Regions from separate parts of the Columba livia genome. Here region 2 is linked to region 1. The links are chromatin contacts, called in public Hi-C maps. All regions are on one chromosome and are shown on one strand. Each heading gives the region's core, a stretch centred on a gene start, on an enhancer-like site or on the middle of the called end of the contact. The rest is flanking DNA. Distances are from core to core; before and after follow the strand shown.

Evidence for each region. A called contact is a pair of places that touch in the nucleus more often than the background predicts.
Region 2: a contact with region 1 is called in a Hi-C map of crop, with 3 times the contacts expected there. The contact joins the enhancer-like site here to the promoter of TGFB2 in region 1. A contact is called at or near these places in 2 of 2 Hi-C or Micro-C datasets (crop and liver).

What each region holds. Positions count from the first base shown.
Region 1 is chr3:99,880,979-99,885,549 of bColLiv1.pat.W.v2, reverse strand. It overlaps TGFB2 (transforming growth factor beta 2), which reads right to left and starts at 2,478. Exons shown (of 7, transcript XM_005499973.4): 1 at 1,608-2,478. The coding sequence starts at 1,950.
Region 2 is chr3:100,143,785-100,148,355 of bColLiv1.pat.W.v2, reverse strand. All of the region lies in intron 3 of LOC110357036 (a long non-coding RNA gene), which reads left to right. Among named protein-coding and RNA genes, the nearest start is that of LYPLAL1, 28 kb to the left of the region's middle. Within about 2 kb of position 1,970, at least 2 of the 3 cell types and tissues checked have an H3K27ac peak away from gene starts, as active enhancers do.

The DNA of each region.
Region 1 (4,571 bases), core at 1,229-3,728:
TCCTCTGCTCAGGGCATGACCTGACTGGTCTCAAAACAAAGTGCTGACTGCCACCAAAACCACCAATAAAATACTACATTATACCAACGTGGAAAACGGGCATGATTTCTGTGTTCTCACTACTGCTATGAATTACACTGAAACTCTTTGCTCATACCCACTTGGCTCCAAATACACATTTAAAAAAAAAAAAAAAAAGTATTTCTTCCCCAAGGGTAACAAGGGTGGAGTGTATTTATCATGGCTATTATGGATGGTGCCATAATTACAATAATAAAATGGCTCTGACTGCCAGGATGTCCTGTACCTGATGCTGTCATTTAAGAATAAAGGGAGAAAGGGAGGCAGCTGCACCAAGCGTGGGGTTCAGATGCCTTGGCTGGCATCCTAGGACTATCACATGCAAGATGGAGCAAGCCCCAAAGCTACAACTTGCTAAACTAAAAATAAATAAGGGGAAAATGCAATTAGAAACTCTAGGATACAGTTACCAAGATGGCTGCATTATCTATTTAAGCAAGAGGTATGTGCTTTTCAAAAACAGACAGCCAGTATATAGGGCATCAAGTGGCGGGGGAGGGAGGAGAGAGGAAAGCAAGTGAAATGAAAAGAGTAGTGACTAGGTACTGGATATGCGAATGGTTAAGTTATTTTCTGCTTCTGGTATTTCACTTTCCTCGGTATGCTGATGATCTAGATTCTTTTAAGGGAGTGCAGTGCTTTTACTTTTTTTTTTCTATACACTTAAACTTCACTACCAAAACAAAAAGGCACGTAGTTGTGATTATTAATCATTCTAAGTGGATTTGGTCAGCACGGAGCATTTGTACCCTTTTTTTTTGTGTGCAAAACGTGGCACGGATCACCAGAAGGTCGTTAAAAACAGCAAAAAGCAGACGGGCTGAGACAGGTTCCAAGAACCGAGGCTAACCAGAAGGGAAAACTTTTTCTATACCTGAAATGAAAGTGCTCATGAACTGAAACAGGAGGCTAGTTAAAGTGGGAAGCGGAGGGAGGACGTCTGTGCCCCTGCCTCCTCTGAGCACCGACCCGAGTAGCGGGCTGTGGGACGATGTTCTAGAGGGGCACAGACAGCACAGGAGACGGTGAGTTTTTTTAATTTTTTTCTTTTCCTAAAGACCGCCTTTTCAGTTATGGAGAGATGGAAACCTGCCCAATCCAGACACTCCAAGGGAAACAACAGCAGTGGAAAGATATTGGCTCTTTTTGGAGGCTGCACACGGGGCTGCGGGGGAGCTGAACCCAGTGCTGGGGGGAGAGGGGGATCACAGGCAGGGGGAGCTTTGCTCAGGTATATGGTGGTGGAAAGAGAGGCATTTTTAGGGACTCCTGGGTGACTTCAAAGGGGATGGAAACCCCGTGAGTCTGGGGGGACAGCTGACCCCCCAACCCACCCACCCCGGCATGCTCGTACCCCACCACCTAAACGAAACTTTAGAAGCCACCACCAAAGAGATGCTGCGGATAAGAGCAAACCAAGCAAAGGCGGCGGATTATGATGCATGGGGCTGGTATTTGAAGGTGCCGGCCACTGCCAAGCCACGGGGTTGAAGTTACACACACATGCACAAACACAGAGGACTTACTTTCCGGGTAAAAAGGCTGCATGTCTATTTTGTAAACTTCTTTGGCATAATACTCCTCGTCGCTCCTCTCCCTCTCGCAAGTGGCAGCTCTGTGGTTGGCTTTCTCTTGCAGCAGGTCCCTGGTGCTGTTGTAGATGGAGATGACCTCCGGGGGCACCTCCTCGGGCTCGGGGTACTCGTCCGGGGGGCTGGTGAGCTTCAGTTTGCTCAAGATCTGCCCCCGGATCGCCTCGATCCTCTTGCGCATAAACTGATCCATGTCGAGGGTGCTGCAGGTAGACAGGCTGAGAGCCACGGTGGCCAGATCCAGGGTGAGAAACACGCTCAGGAGATAGCAGTGCATTTTAAGTGTTTAAATACAGCGCCCCCCCCCAAAAAAGAGTGACTTTAACAGCGAACAACAACGACAAAAAAATTAAAAATAAAAGGGGATGTGTGCAAACAAAGGGAAGATCTGCAGACAAAATGCAGTTAAAAACCGGACTGCAAGGACGGCTTGCAATCAAAAAACGCACGGGAGGCGTCAGTGAAAAAAATACCAATTATTATTAAAAAAAAAAAAGCAGCAAGTTGCTACAACTAGATAAAATTCGGGGGTGGAGTAAGCAGGACAGGAAAAAAAAAAAAAAAACGGGAGGAAAAAACCCCCAAACAGATAAACAAACCTGCGAATCAAGTAAATGGAAGGGAGACTGTTCTCAACCCGCTGGCGCAGCCGGCTGGGAAACAAAAAAATCAACGAAAAAAAAAAGGAAAAAGAGAAAAAAATAAAAAAGGAGGAGAAGAAAAAGCAGTGATGGGTATTAAAGGGCGCTGCCGCAGCCGGCGGGGCAGAGGCTGCCGGCGCGGCGCTCAGCCCCGCCGTGCGCCCGCGGCGCCCGGCGGCTCCCGGCAGGCAGCGGCACCGCCCCGCGCTCAGCCCCGCTCAGCCCCCGCGGCGGCGCCGGCAGAGGCGCGCACGTGTGCGCCCGGCTGCGCGGAGTCCCGGCCCCCGCGGCCGGGCGGAGCGGCAGGCGGCGGCGCCTTGCCCCGCGGCGGCAGCGAGCGGCGGTGCTGCTGCTCCTCCGTCCGGCCGCGTCCCGCAGGCTGCTGCGTGCGCCCCGCGCCGCATGCACCGACCCACCCCCGCCCGGGCCGCTGCGCGCTGCAGAGCTTTTTCCAGCTCCCTCCTCTTCCTCCTCCTTCCCAAACGCCAACCCCACGCCGCAGTCAGCGAGGCAGCGCCGCCGCCGCCGCCCCGACAGCCTCCCGCGGATCGCAGGCGCGGAGAGGCCGCCCGGCGCTGGCGCGGAGCGCAGCGCCGCTCTCCCCCCCGGCCTCCCCCGCGGGCTGGGGCTGGGGCTGGCCCCGGCGGCGCGGCGCAGCGCGCAGCTCCCGGCGGATCTAGCGCTCCGCCCGGCGCCCCCCGCCCGCCTCCCCCGGTCCCGCGGCTCTCCCTGCGAGGAGGGGACGAGTGCCAGCAGATAACATCACGGCCGCGCAGGGAGAGGGAGATTTATAAGGTCTCCCCGCCCCACGTGCTCGCCTCGCCGCGGAGTGACGTGGAGGGGCTGCGGGGAGCGGAGGGCTCCGCCGGCCGTGCCGCCGCCCGCCTATTTAATCCGCGCCGCGCAACGGCGAGGGACTTGCGGCAGCCTAGCCGCCGCCTGCCGAGGTGCCTCACCCCGGGGACGGGGAGAGGAGGCAGCCCGGAGCCCAGAAGGAAAAAGCAACTCGTCCAAGGCTTTTTATTTTTTTTTTTCTGTTGTTCTAAAAAGAGGAAGGTTTTAACATTGCTTGCACCTATTATTAAATAATTGGGACAAATACCGCCCTTGCTTTAGAGGAAGAATTTGGCACCTCTGGGAACCCGCTGGGATGCGTTTCTGCTAAAGGCTGCAGGGGCAGTGGGTGGTGATCTGCCCGCGGTACCGGCAGCAGGAGGCGGTCAGGCTCTGCGCGGCCCTTCGCCTGGCTCCGGGGTTTCACTTCCAAGTGGGTTTTGGGCAATTCTCACCGCTCCCCGCCGACAGGACACTTGGTGCGACCTGCGGAGGAGGGAGAGGATGAGCGCTGAGGAGGATTTGCACCTTCTCCGGGATCTCCTCTCCTGTCAGAAGTGTGCAAATACATCCCCATCTGCACTTGACAGAAACTCTCAAGCCCCAAATTCTTAGGCTGCGCCTGTAATTCAGTTTTTCCACTGCCTCTTTTGGCCACAATAAACATCACAGGCTCCATCCATGCCTGCTCCAGTGCCTGTGTGTGGGGAATGTGTCATGCTTTGACCTCAGGAGGACAGCTGCCCTAGGGAAATGACTATGCATCCCTCAACTTTATGCCATAAGACTTGTCTTTCACATTCTGTTTATCAACGCTGTACATCAACATTAACTTTAGACAGTGATCAAGTAGTCTTTTTCTATACCCTCACCCATTTTAGCCCCATATTCCCTTCTGAATTAAGTCATCACACATTTTACTTGCCAAGGATTCTAATCACACCCTCCTGGGTGGGACAAGGCTGCTTCTGAAGAACCTGCTTTGTTTCTAGAGATAAAGAAAGATGTAGCTGAGGTACTCGAGGCATTGAGAAGCACAGCTGGGCCATTGGCCGTGGTATTACAGGTAAGCACACACAACAGAAGTGAGAGAGGATGACTGGGATCTCACTGAAAGTGCCATGAAATTCACATAAGACACAAACCAGCCAAACACCACCGAAGACTTTCTCCAGCTGACCACAACTCAGGAACCATCTTCTTTCTGCAAAATGTTTGAATGTTTTCTGAAGCATGAGAAGGGCAGCCCGAAAAATACCAGCAAATGTGAGATTCTCTGAGAGGTGGAGGAGCTAAGGAAATATATTATTTATAGGTATGTGGACACAGGCTCTGAAAGTAAACTTACTCTCCATTCTCTAAAAGTGCATGTGTATGTGCAGTGCTGCAGACACAACTGAGTCCGCATCCTCCTGATGCAAGG
Region 2 (4,571 bases), core at 721-3,220, 260 kb before region 1:
ACACAGCACTGTAGCCTGTCATTTCTGCAAATTCTTTTAATCACCTTTATTTGCTAATGTATACATTATATGTGATATGTAGGCCTGAGTCAATAGTCTGGATTCACACTTAGAAATGTTTGCAATCAGTCCATTACTTTTCAGCCTGTGTCTTACCTAGGGTATAGGGAAGGACTTCATATTTCTTGTAAGCATTAATGTGTGTCATAACATGTACTTACAGAACAAAAATCTAGTTGTGTTAAAAAAAGAACTAGGCTGAAATTATAGATCACCACCCTGCAAACAGTGATATTTCCTACTTTTTTCTACCTGAGCTTTGACCACAACCAAGATTAAATTTCTACATATTTTCATATATAGAAATCCTTATGCAGGTATCTGAAATAAGGATTCTGAGATCCTTAATTAAAAGGCTCTTCTGAAGTGAGGTATTATCATGTTATTTTTTCACTCTGTTGTATCACCTAACATCAGAACTATGTGAATTGTTTCTATCCCCAGAATTCTATACTGGAAGGACTAATAGCAGATAAATAAAAAAGAAAGCAAGCTAAAGTGAATTGCATTACCTACCAACTCCAATTGCATTACCTACCAACTCCAATAGCAATTTTAAAAATCTTTGAAAATGTATCAAAATCTGAAGATGATAATTAAAAGAAATTTTGGCTGCGTGGCACTTGTATATCCTAGAAGTTCTGCAATTTTCATGGAAACTTAAGGTGGCTTAAAGCTAAGATTCAGCCACTGAATTTTCAACCTATGACTAATGCCTAGAGAGAAGCCTAGTCACTCTAAGCTCCATTTCCAGGCAGTACGAAGAGATGTAGGATGGGTTTGGCTGAGTGTAGTTTCATTTCAGATGTGCTTCAGTGTTTTGTAAACGGCCAGCTGGGATACTTGGAACTGAACCCTTCAGTCCTACTGTAATAGGAGTTTAGCCAGAGCGAACACTGCGTCTTAAGACCCTTCTATGTTTTAATCTCATACTTCAGAACACCGGTGTGTCACTAGGTTCTTTAGAAAACAACCAACCAACCAACAACAAACAAACCAGCAATGTCTAAAACATCAGAACTGTCGGAATCTCAGCAGTGATCTGCCATCACATTTATATGTGTGCATCTCTTGTCGAAATACTTCTAATTTCATCTCCATTGCTCATAAGCTCTGGATTGTGTTTATGAAAATATTCCTGGAATATAGTTCCTTATAAAAGTACTTCATGCTAAAGCTGCTTGGAGATCTCTATTCCAAAGATCAGCTTCAGAGGATTTCCAAGCTGCAACCACAAATTGTGTCAGTTGATTTCTGTAAGAAATACAGTACTTCATTATTGCCACAGGGGGTACTGTTGGCTTAATTTTGCATTTGAGTCACTTCTGCTGAAATTATTAAGTTAATGATTTATACTCCTATGGTACAACAATCTCTAGTGTTTAAACTGGTTACTATGTTTTGTTTACTGTTTATAACTACCACAGTTGTTTTAAATGCCACTAAAACTACTCGCCAGCTTGTATGGTTTATTTCTCCCTGCAGGTTTTCATAAACCACTGATTGATACAGGGAAGAAAAAAAAACCTATAGTGATTTATGCTTGAAAAAAAATATCCCAAGAGCTATGAATTAACCACTGTTCTGCTATACAGAAAAAATAACACTCTAGTGACACTGAACAATGGATGTCAAAACCTACTTATTCTAACGCCTGCTTCTGGTTTTATCATAGTGGAAAATTTGAGTGTTTTTTTTGCTTTCTTTTTCTTCGAGTACTATGACTGCATCAGTTTTGGACTATGAGCTCACTAGTTTTTCCCCAGAGTTCCTCCTCACTGTGCCATGTTAAGTACTTGATTCACTTAAACAGACTAATGTTTGCAAAAGTGGAAAAAATGTCCCAGAATTTGCTGCTTGACAGAAGGTTAGCTCATTTTAGCTCCTGGTGCACACAGAAAATTTGGGAGGCTGATCTACAGCTTCACGAAAATCATCTGATAACAAAGCCAGTTAGGTTCTGTGGCACTCTGTTTCTTTGGAGATAAGAAGCACTTATTAGTTTTCACTGGAAAAAACATAGAGCAGTGAGAACATGAGTGGACTGTGTAGGGCAGGATGAGATTTCACCAGTGTGTTAAAGCAGTTGCAAGACAGTGTGACAATGGGCACTTTGATTCACTCTACTGGGTGAAATTATGGTCACAATAAAGCGTAAAAAGTGCTTCTCACATCACATCTTAGACCTCCTTTTCTGCAGTGCTAATGTCCGTTTGGCATTGGTCTCCTTTTACGTGCCCCATGAGCCACCACTTCCACAGTTTCTTGCTGGAGAATTTGTGAGTAAAGCTAGGAATACGAGTTAAATCAGTTTATGGCATTATGTAAAACATACTGGACAATTCTCATAGATATCTAGAATCACAAATTCCACAAACTGGCTCCATCTCCATAGATACACGGGTCAAGCGCACATGTTGCTGATCCACCCTTCAGCCTTCAGTGGTTCAGCCACTGGCCTGGTTCCCAGCAACTTCAGGCTGTTCAGACAGCTAAAAATTGATGGAGTTGATTAGGTGATGCTGTAGGAGCCATCCCAGCAGCATTGCACTACCAGAAACCCTTTACTCCTCAGCACATGGGCTGGGATTTTCGCTCTGTTGAGACCTCTTAAATCTAATACTTATCATCAGACCAGCATCAAATGCTTCTTGCTGTAGGGAGCAATGAGCCTGAGAGTTTCATGAGGAAGAGAGGCGCAATGTAGAAAACCATGCACAAGCATTTTAAGAAGAAAAAGGATTGGACATCATCTCTATATTACAGTATAATGAAACCCAAGGAATTTTAGCTAATAGGGCTCTAATTTTTGGTCCCAGATATCCCAAACGGACGAGTGGCACAGATACTATACACCACGGAACAGATGCATTTGGAGTCCGTCTGACTTGCTACATAAAGCAATACATCCACCTGGTGATCTGCACACACGCTTGCCCAGTGCTGCTGTACATCTGGCAGCCAGAGAACTACCTTTTCTCTGGGCCGACTTATCCAGACAAATGGGAAAAATTATCTTTTACTACCCATAGAACATTTCCAGGCAGAAAGAGAGGATATATTCTGGGAAACGCAAACATTTGGCACCCCCAGCTAGTGACACGACTTGTTACGTGTGGCCTTTCACAAATTCATGCTATGGTTTCATTAGCTGACAACATGCAAGCAAGTTGAAGTCCTAAAAGCCACAACAGAAAAGCCTTGAGCTCTACTCTAAATGCCTGTAGGCTTAAGTTAAGTTTTAGGTATGTTTTCACATGCCTACCGTGATCTTTCTATGTATCCAATCCATCCTACTCAACAAATACGCTGGAGAGAACAAAGGCATTTCATGTGGTGTGGGAGAATTTCTCTGATATAAAGAATACCTGAAGTATGTGAGTGAGAAGAGCATGAATTCACAGAGGAGATGGGGGGTGGCAGAGGAAGGATTGGCTGTCCAGAGCACAGCTTTGAGGAACTGCACCCAATCCTGCAAACTCTTCCTAGGGTGGACTTAGAGAAGATACACGTGTGAGTATTTTCTTCAAGCTTCCTTTGAAATGCAACTATGAACTTTGCCGAAGACATGCTTCAGCAGCTAGTGGTGTGCATGGGTGGTGGTGCCTGGGGTGACCAGAGGGTAGGATACTCTGCCCATCTGTTAGAAGACCTGCAGACCACCAGCCCAAAGTGCCCAGCTCCAAGGTGATTTCGCACACCTTCAGCTGATGTGGGTCACACATGGGCCTTCATGGGAGGTGAAAACTGGCATCCAGTAACAGAAGTCTAAAGGTGCTGCTGTCCAGCCTCTCGTTAGTGAATGCGTGTAATCCTCTTGCTTCAGCAGGCATGTTTTTAAGCTAAATGAGCACCTAGTCAGAGATGAGCTACACCTTTTACACATTTTCAGAGACATTCCTTGTGATTTTTTCCAGATCTGGAATGCTGTATATGTGATATTTCCCTTAATAAAGTATTCAGAAGTTGCTTTCCAAGGAGGTGTATAAACGTGGGAGTCCACCATTCAAGGGAGGTCATGTGTAGAAGATGTGAGAACCTATTGGCAGAATTACCTCACAACTTTATTTTATGTGACTTGGAGCTGTATATTTTTTCCGTCCCATATTATAAAATAACACTAATCTGTGTGTTAATGTGTGGCCTATGAAAGTTGTGTGAAAGGTCTACTTGGCCCTCTGCAAGGAAAAGGCTCATCTTCTCTTATTTAGATGACTCAAAAAGTTCTCGAGGTGGAAATTAACTCATCTAGGAAAGCATCCACAGCAAGAAAAAACATGAAAAATTCCAGGAAAACTTTTTCCATAGTACATTAGGGTACTACAATTGTGGAGACACAAAGGAAAGCGATAAGTCTAAACTACAAGCTATATGGAAACATCTGCCCCCTCACACTTTACACATGAGCATGCACCTCTGAATGGTTTTTAGAGGACTAAGTGAAATATCTCAAACGGATCAAGTAAGAAAGAAGACTCTTCTTTTCATTTTATTTCCTTTAGGGTGTAGGG